Regions from separate parts of the Mus musculus genome. Here region 2 is linked to region 1. The links are chromatin contacts, called in public Hi-C maps. All regions are on one chromosome and are shown on one strand. Each heading gives the region's core, a stretch centred on a gene start, on an enhancer-like site or on the middle of the called end of the contact. The rest is flanking DNA. Distances are from core to core; before and after follow the strand shown.

Region 1 (3,387 bases), core at 447-2,946:
CCAAGCACAAGCAGCTCTTGCAAATGAGTCTGGCGCTGTCCATCAGACATTGCAAAATAACAACTGAAAAGATGTACTGACGATGAGGAAGGCAGAAGCAGAGAAGGCTGCTGATCTGGGAAGCGCATGAGAAGAGCGGAGACAGGGTTCCTGTAAAGATTGAGAAGGAGCCAGGGCGCAGTTGAATGGGGGATGTGCCTGCAAATGCTTCCATTTTGTGTGCAATTAGTCTAGGGATGCCCTCATTTGCATAAGGTTCATAAATTTGCATAAAATTGCTGGAGGCCCTAACCACCAGTACAGAAAATAAAATAACATGAATCAATTAGTGGGCCTGGCTGCGACTGAAGCAAGTTGCTGTGTGAGGGAATCTCCTTCTCATAACGGAAATCATGCTGCATTGGCCGAAGGGCAGCAACCAGAGAGGGTCTGAGGAAAAGAGGCCTGCTCTGCCCTGCCTGAAGAGGGACTGGCCTTCTAGAGAGTGGGAGCAATGAGGTGGACTGAGAATGTGTAGACTTGGGAAATCCAGGCTTAAGGCAGCAGGTGAGTAGTAGATTCTGGATGGTGCGGGTAGCCATGGAGTCAGCCATGGAGTCAGCCTCAGAGATAGAAAAAGGCTGGAGAAGCTTATCAATGTGGTCCCAGCACTTCAAACCCATTGTCCTCTGGCCTGAGCTCACACACTTCCTTTCATTTTAGCTTTCTCCGTATCATCTTAGGAAACCGGGGAAGTAAACCCACCGTGGAGATGCGGAAGTAGAGCGGAGAGATGCTACAACTTTGCCTGCTATAGCAGCAGCAAATATCAGACAGGGGCTTGGCCAGCGCCAGAGACCCATAGCAACCTCCCAAGGAGCCTGGCGCCGGGCATCCAGCAGGACCTCAATAAATATTTATTTAAGAAATAACTGATGAGCGTGGAGATGAGCTCTGAGGGGAGGTGAAGGTCAAATGGAGGACACCATGGCAAGTGCTTAAGGAAAACAGGTTAAAAGCGAACCACAGGATGCAATTTCCTTTAAGGAAAAAAAAAGTGCCCGATTGGTCATCCAGGGAGTCTGGGGAGATGCGCAGATGTAACTGAGGCATGACATTTCAGCCCCATTAGAATTTCTGTGGGAGGGGCTTTTACCCTGCCCTCTCTGCTTGCCTATCTTCAGAGCCTTGCCACACTTACCCATAGACGTGATTTTCAATTCAATTATGGTCTGGATCTCACAGTCCTTGGTGAGTCAGCATGGCCCTGGCTAACGAGAAAGCTGAGCTGGGGGAGCCAGCTCTTATCTCTCATTTCCACCACTCACTAGCCTAGCTGATGAATCACCAATTTCTCTTTCCTTCTCTCCTCTTCTCTTTTCCATTGACCCTGCTGGTTTATAAGAACTATCAGGATTTTTTTTTTGTCTCTGCTCTCTCCCTGAACCTCCTCCTCCCCCAGAGTCACTGTTAATGAATCAAATTGCCCTTTGACTGGAATTACTGGGGTTGGGGGTTGGGGTGGATAGCCTCACCTACTACTAGCAGTAGATGGGGTGGCTGCCCCCAGATCCACACTAACCTTGTCGAAACGACTCAGAGTGGATGTTTATTTTTGAATCTTGAATTCTTTATCTGAGAAAATGGACTACCGATGGGAAACAATTACCTACCACTTACCCCACAGGGCTGATGGGAGCAGATGGCACGTGCAACAGAGAAGCAGCACAGTGCATTAATGTCATCAACAACGATCACAGCCATAATGAGTCCCCATGATGGGGACTGAACACTGGAGAGAGGAAAGAGCAACAGCTGGGCACTTCTTCAGCCAGCTCTTGTCACAGCCACCCAATGGCTTGTTCCAGTTTCCTTAATAAGCATAGGTGATGGGAAGCTTCAAGGATACACACACACACACACACACACACACACACACACACACACCTCTTGCTTTCAGCCCTACCTATTATCAAGGAGCTACTTGGCAGACAGCATGTGTGTGGCAATCCATTGTTTACCTCGGCCCACTGAGTGGCTTTCTTCTGTTCTGTTTAAATAAAGCAAGGCTTGGGTGTGCGCATGTGAGGGGCGTGAGTGTGTATGTGTGGTCACACAATAGCTCTGATAGCTCTGCCGAAAAGAAAAGGAAGACTCATAGTTAAGTTCAGAAAGCTAGGAGCAAGGCTAGCAGGCACATTGCATGATTGAGTGAGCTTAGGTGCTTTGACACAGGGGACTACAAAGACAAGTGGACAGGTAAACTTCTTAGCTATAGAGAAGGACAAGGGCAAAAGTATGAACTCCAGCTTGCATTCCTGAGACTTTGAGAGATCTGGGCAGGAAAGGAAGAGTCACTCCTCTGCAGATGGTTCTCCTTGCCAGCTTGTATCACAACCATAAATGTGCTGCCTAACCCCACTCATTAAAGCATGGGACAGTCAGGGAACCTCATTCTGACCTCTACCTCATAGCAAATCTCGAAACCTAGTACCCAAACCAAATGACTTGCTTCACATTCAGGAGCAGCAATACTTAGCATAGTTAAAAAACTAAGGTCGCAGGATGTCAAAGTTGCACACAAACATAGAAAAGAGGTAGTGCATGGCTTCTTACTTTGTCAGAGAAGGTCATAGGGGATGGATGTGCAAGGTCACAGAGTTTATGATGACCTAGCACCACGTCTCTGGACAGCCTGACACGTTGTCTATTAAATTATATATACTTTGTTCCACTATTGTGTGCTCCTAGTTTATAACACAGGTTTTGCTGTTTGACACAAACAAGGATATTTAGCACGAGAGAGCAGTGTTTTATGCTTCTATAGTTATTAGTCCTTGTAAATGCTCAGACTTCCTAAGCAGACTTAGAACTTGCCAGGGCTTCTGTATCATCCACCACTTTGAAACCTCCTTTTGCAAATATCTATTTGTTACTCCATTCAAAAGGCACTCACCAGACCTCATTGACTTAACACTTTGGCAGTATTTGACACGACCGACCCTGTCTCCTTTCCTGAATGCTCTGGCTTAGATTCCTCAGAAAGCGTCATTCGCTCATTGGCTGGGACCAATGAGTGAACCAACCAACCGCTAGTGGCTTGCAAAGAGATGATCACATGAACTTCAAATAATAACCATTTTGGGGACAGTTTGACCAAATAATTTCTACCTTCTAAATGTAGTCGTTAAAAATTGGCTTGTGTTTTGAATATACTTCTAGACTTTTACATTCATTTTCATTGCATTTTATGACCTAAGTATTGATTGGTGTGCAACAAATTGGGGGGGGTGTGGTTTTGCTCTTCAACTAGAAGACTTTGGTCATCCTTTATCTGATGTTGGCTCTCATGCCCTCAAATCTACTGCACTATTTTTCAATATTCCCATGTTTTTCTTTTTCATCTTT
Region 2 (3,858 bases), core at 421-2,920, 910 kb before region 1:
CCTCACTTCCCAATCTGCTTCACCAATTGCTTTACTCCAAACTGTGGGCTGATTTCCATTAATCACACTTGGCCCTAATTACCCTGGAGCAACCATTCTTCCCCTGGCCTGGAGCTGGAATTTTAAGGGGCTATTGACAAAGCAGGTCCGTGGGTCTAAACAATAGTGGTAGCTTCAGGAAAAGGCTGGGTGAGGTGTCCATCCCCGGTCCTTTCCATCTACACTATGGAAGTTCCAGGCCTGCTGGTGATCTCCCCAGGTAGGAACCTGAGTTCCTCCACTAAATAGATTTTCCTTTTGTTGTCACATTAATTTGCAACTCATTAATAGTGACAGAAGTGAGGTACTGCAACGATGTCATTTGCATATTCATGAGTGACTTATTATTAAACAAATAAGATTTTCCTATCTTCGCAGCACCCAAAGTAAGGCTGAACAGCACATTACACCGGCCCCGTGCTTTATTCTCTCTTTAATATGTTAATAGATGCAGTTGATTTCTTTAAGTAAATACGCATCTATAAAACAACACGTACTTTATAAAAAAGAAATTTAAATAATAATCCATTAGCAAAGTTGGCAACAATTTAAGAGGAACAACCCATTAATACTAACGCGTGGGAATCAATTTGCGAATTTTTAACTCGGGTGGTGGGTTGCGGACGATTGAGGGGGAGGACTGCAAGTGTTGTGTGAGCTTAAAAAAAAAAAAACATTTTAGTGAGTTTCAGGAGACAAGGACTGAGATCCTTTCCATGTTTCGGGTGCCGGCTCCCCGGAGGTGGAAAACTGTCCGAGTCTTCACCTCCACACCTGCCTTTTCCCTGCGTCCTCTGGAGATCCGAGCCGTGGGCTGACATCTAGCACGTGGCTTTCCACCGGGCCCCTAGGCTGCCCAGCAGCACAGAGTTAGGCGGGGTGGGGGTGGGGCAAGGCCTGGCGTCTAAGCGCCTCTCCTCCCGGGGCTGAGGCTGGGGCTCTCCCCTCCTGCCCTCCATCCCTCGACACCGGCTTCATCACAGCCGGTTCTTTCCAGCTAGGGTCAGGGTGGCCTCCCCCCGCGGTGTCGCGGAGCTCAGGGCCAACCGCGCACCCTTATCTCGGCCGAGTCAGACACTCGCCGCGCGGAATCTGTTGACATTTACTATTGTTCGCAGGAGTCCGGAGCGCCGGGCGGGAGCGAGCGGGCGGGCGGGCGGGGCGAGCCGAGGGAGGGCCGCAAGTGGGAGGCCTGCGCTCCACGTGTGTGCGCGCGCGCGCGTGCTCGCCGGGGGGGTGGGGAGGGCCGTCTGCCTGGAAAATAAAAGTGGCCGGCGGGCCCGGAAGCTTCCAAAGCCGGCTGAGCGGCCCACGCCGGGAATTGAAGTGGTGGCGCGCGGGGGTGGGGTGGGGGGAGGTGGGTGCAGGAAGGAAGACTGGGCAAGCGGGCCGTGGGCTCGGCGGGGGAGGGGTGGGGACAGCTCCAGCCGCACGGCCCCCGGTGACCCACAGGACACAAGTGCATTTGTGCCTAGCCGTGGTAGGGATTAAAGTGCCATACGGCCCGAGCGAGGGGGGCGAGGCGGGTAGAAAACAACCAGCGCGCACAAAGCGCGCATTGTTCCAGCCACCTCCATTATGCCGCGCTGCAGCCAAGAGCCTGTTTCGCAACTGCCGTCCCGGCGATTGGGCGCGCGCGCGTACACACACACACACACACACACACACACACACACCTCCCTGACCAAGGCAGGGTGCACTCCATCGGGACTGGGAAGGGCTGCCCGGGTGGGTTGTGAGTAATGGGGACTCGCGGGTATCTTGAAGAGCTCGGCTGAGCTCTTTATCGGTTTTCGTCCTCGTCTTCTCGGCACTTTTCGTTTTTTTCTGGCTCCTGCCCCGAGCGCACCCCGGAGCGAGGAGCTTCCCCTGGGGAGGAGGCGACGGCGGGGGTGTGAAGTGGAGAGGGCGCGCTCTCAACCGCTGTCACCCGCGGATCGCAGCCCCAGGCGCACAGCGCTCGCCTGCTCTGCTGAAGACACGTGCGCAGCAGGAACGGGGACAGCATCCTTGCTTTCCAAGGAGAGGCTCCGGGAGCACCCACTCCAAGGCTTCCTGGCACTCTGGGACTTCCCCCTGTCGGGAGCGGAAGCTGTGGAATCCCGCACAGCGCTGCCTGGCCTGCCCGGGCGTGCGTGCCAAGTGGGCCAGCTCAGTCTCCTTTACACTAACCACACAGGGCCCAGGCCCTGGCCTCCTCTCTCTGTGGCATCAAGCGCCCTGCTTAAGCACGCTGAGAGGGAATTTAAGCCTGGGCAGCAACAGAAGAAGGTTCCCTTCTCCTTTGGGTGCAGAGTAGGGGGAGGACTAGAAGCCACCCCACTTTCCAGACCCCCTGCTGAGCCCTCTTGGTGGGCAGGTGGGGATCGAAGGCGCCCAGGCTCCGCAAGCTAGCGAAGTCTGGTTTCCTTTACGTTTTACAAGCTATAAATAAACTTCCCCTTGGGCGGATGAGCGCTGCGTCCAAGGGCGGCTTCCCGCCGAATCCGGCGGGCGGTTTACGATCTGGGCCAGGAGCTGGTCTTACGGCGGCCTGAGCCTAGGGTGGGGCGATGGCTCAGGGAAAGCTCAGAGGTCGTCCAGGAGTGGTCGAGTGACCCTCCTCTTCCCTGCGGGGCTGAGGCGCCTCAGCTCTGAGGGCTGGGGGTGGAGCCAGTTGATTTATGAGCCGTCACCCCACCCCGCCCCTCCCGTTTCACTTGTTTTCCTCATCTTCTCTAGCTCAAGCCCTGTTCCCAAAGCCTCACCCCGCAACCCTGCCCAGTGAGGGTTTGGCAACACCGGGCGGCTAGAGCACTGGCCGAGGGGCCCCGGGCGAGGAAGGGGGTGCAAGGGTGTGGGTGAAGCCTTTGGTGTTTTTTCATCCCTCCCACCCCACTCCCGTACCTCCTCCCAGAGCAGGCTAGCCAGCCTAGCCGGACAAAGCTGGGTGGCCAAAAAGCCTGAGAGGCTGAGATAAAGGGCTGGCCTCTAGGGGTGGGAAAATCCCAAGCGTTTGGGGTAGATCCCTGACTTTCTCAAGGTCACCGGGCGGGGGACTGGAACCATTGGCTCATACCAGAGCAGAAGCCATTGCATCAATCAGTTAACACCTTGCAAAGGTCTCCATCTCGCCGCCTCTTTAAGGGTGTTCAGTTTCCCAAGGAAGTACATAAAAGACAGGGCAAGGAAGGCACCGTGGGTCCCAAGACTGCTTTTCGTCATCGAGGGTTTGCTCTGCTTTGATGCTCACACTCACACTGTCTAGGTGGGAGGCCTGGCCTCCAACACACACGTGAGGACGATGTCTGTATGTGGGCCTAGATAGGAAGTGAAGAGTTGGAGGTGACTCAGGTAGTTGGCTACCTTCTTTCCATCTGAGATTTAGGAGAGGTGAGTTGGGAAAGCTCAAGAGAAGGCCCTCCTTAGCCTGGAACAACATCGTCCCTTTGCCCTCTGTTTGTTTAGCGCTTCCACTTAGCCTCCGCAGCTGGTGGCAGAGGGATTCCTGGCAGCATTAATCTCAGGACAGGATCCTAACCTTGATCCCTGGGGACACCCTCTCCCTCTCCATTCTCTGAGCCAAAAGTCACAGCGTACTAGTGCCCTACCACCATCACCTAACCGGACCAGGGGGAAGTTGGGGGGGTCTATAAAAGGGGACCTTTGGCAAGGTCTCCATTGTTCCTCGGGGGCTGGGAAGCTGACTCACTCTGAGCACAGAGCGATGCAGAGTGTTTTCTCGGCAGCCTTTCCCCGAGTGCTTTATTTAGACAGGCTTTATTTACAGTACACATGTTTTCGGCTCGTTATTCTGGAGGCGGGAATGGAAACTGGGCA

What was found. Hi-C and Micro-C count contacts between places; a contact is called where the count stands out from the background.
Region 2: a Hi-C map of the N1E-115 cell line shows a contact between it and region 1, with 8 times the contacts expected there. The contact joins two enhancer-like sites. A contact is called at or near these places in 1 of 484 Hi-C or Micro-C datasets (the N1E-115 cell line) and 3 of 115 datasets of contacts at active chromatin or transcription factors (embryonic forebrain, neural tube and pancreatic cancer cells).

The regions. Positions count from the first base shown.
Region 1 is chrX:11,096,395-11,099,781 of GRCm38.p6, reverse strand. No RefSeq gene overlaps it. Among named protein-coding and RNA genes, the nearest start is that of Gm39494, 110 kb to the right of the region's middle. Within about 2 kb of position 1,696, at least 25 of the 459 cell types and tissues checked have an H3K27ac peak or open chromatin away from gene starts, as enhancers often do. A contact at or near this core is called in the N1E-115 cell line, where this site is marked.
Region 2 is chrX:12,004,598-12,008,455 of GRCm38.p6, reverse strand. It overlaps Gm34301 (a long non-coding RNA gene), which reads right to left. Exons shown (of 4, transcript XR_003953093.1): 4 at 3,720-3,858. Among named protein-coding and RNA genes, the nearest start is that of Gm34301, 4.4 kb to the right of the region's middle. Within about 2 kb of position 1,670, at least 320 of the 459 cell types and tissues checked have an H3K27ac peak or open chromatin away from gene starts, as enhancers often do. A contact at or near this core is called in the N1E-115 cell line, where this site is marked.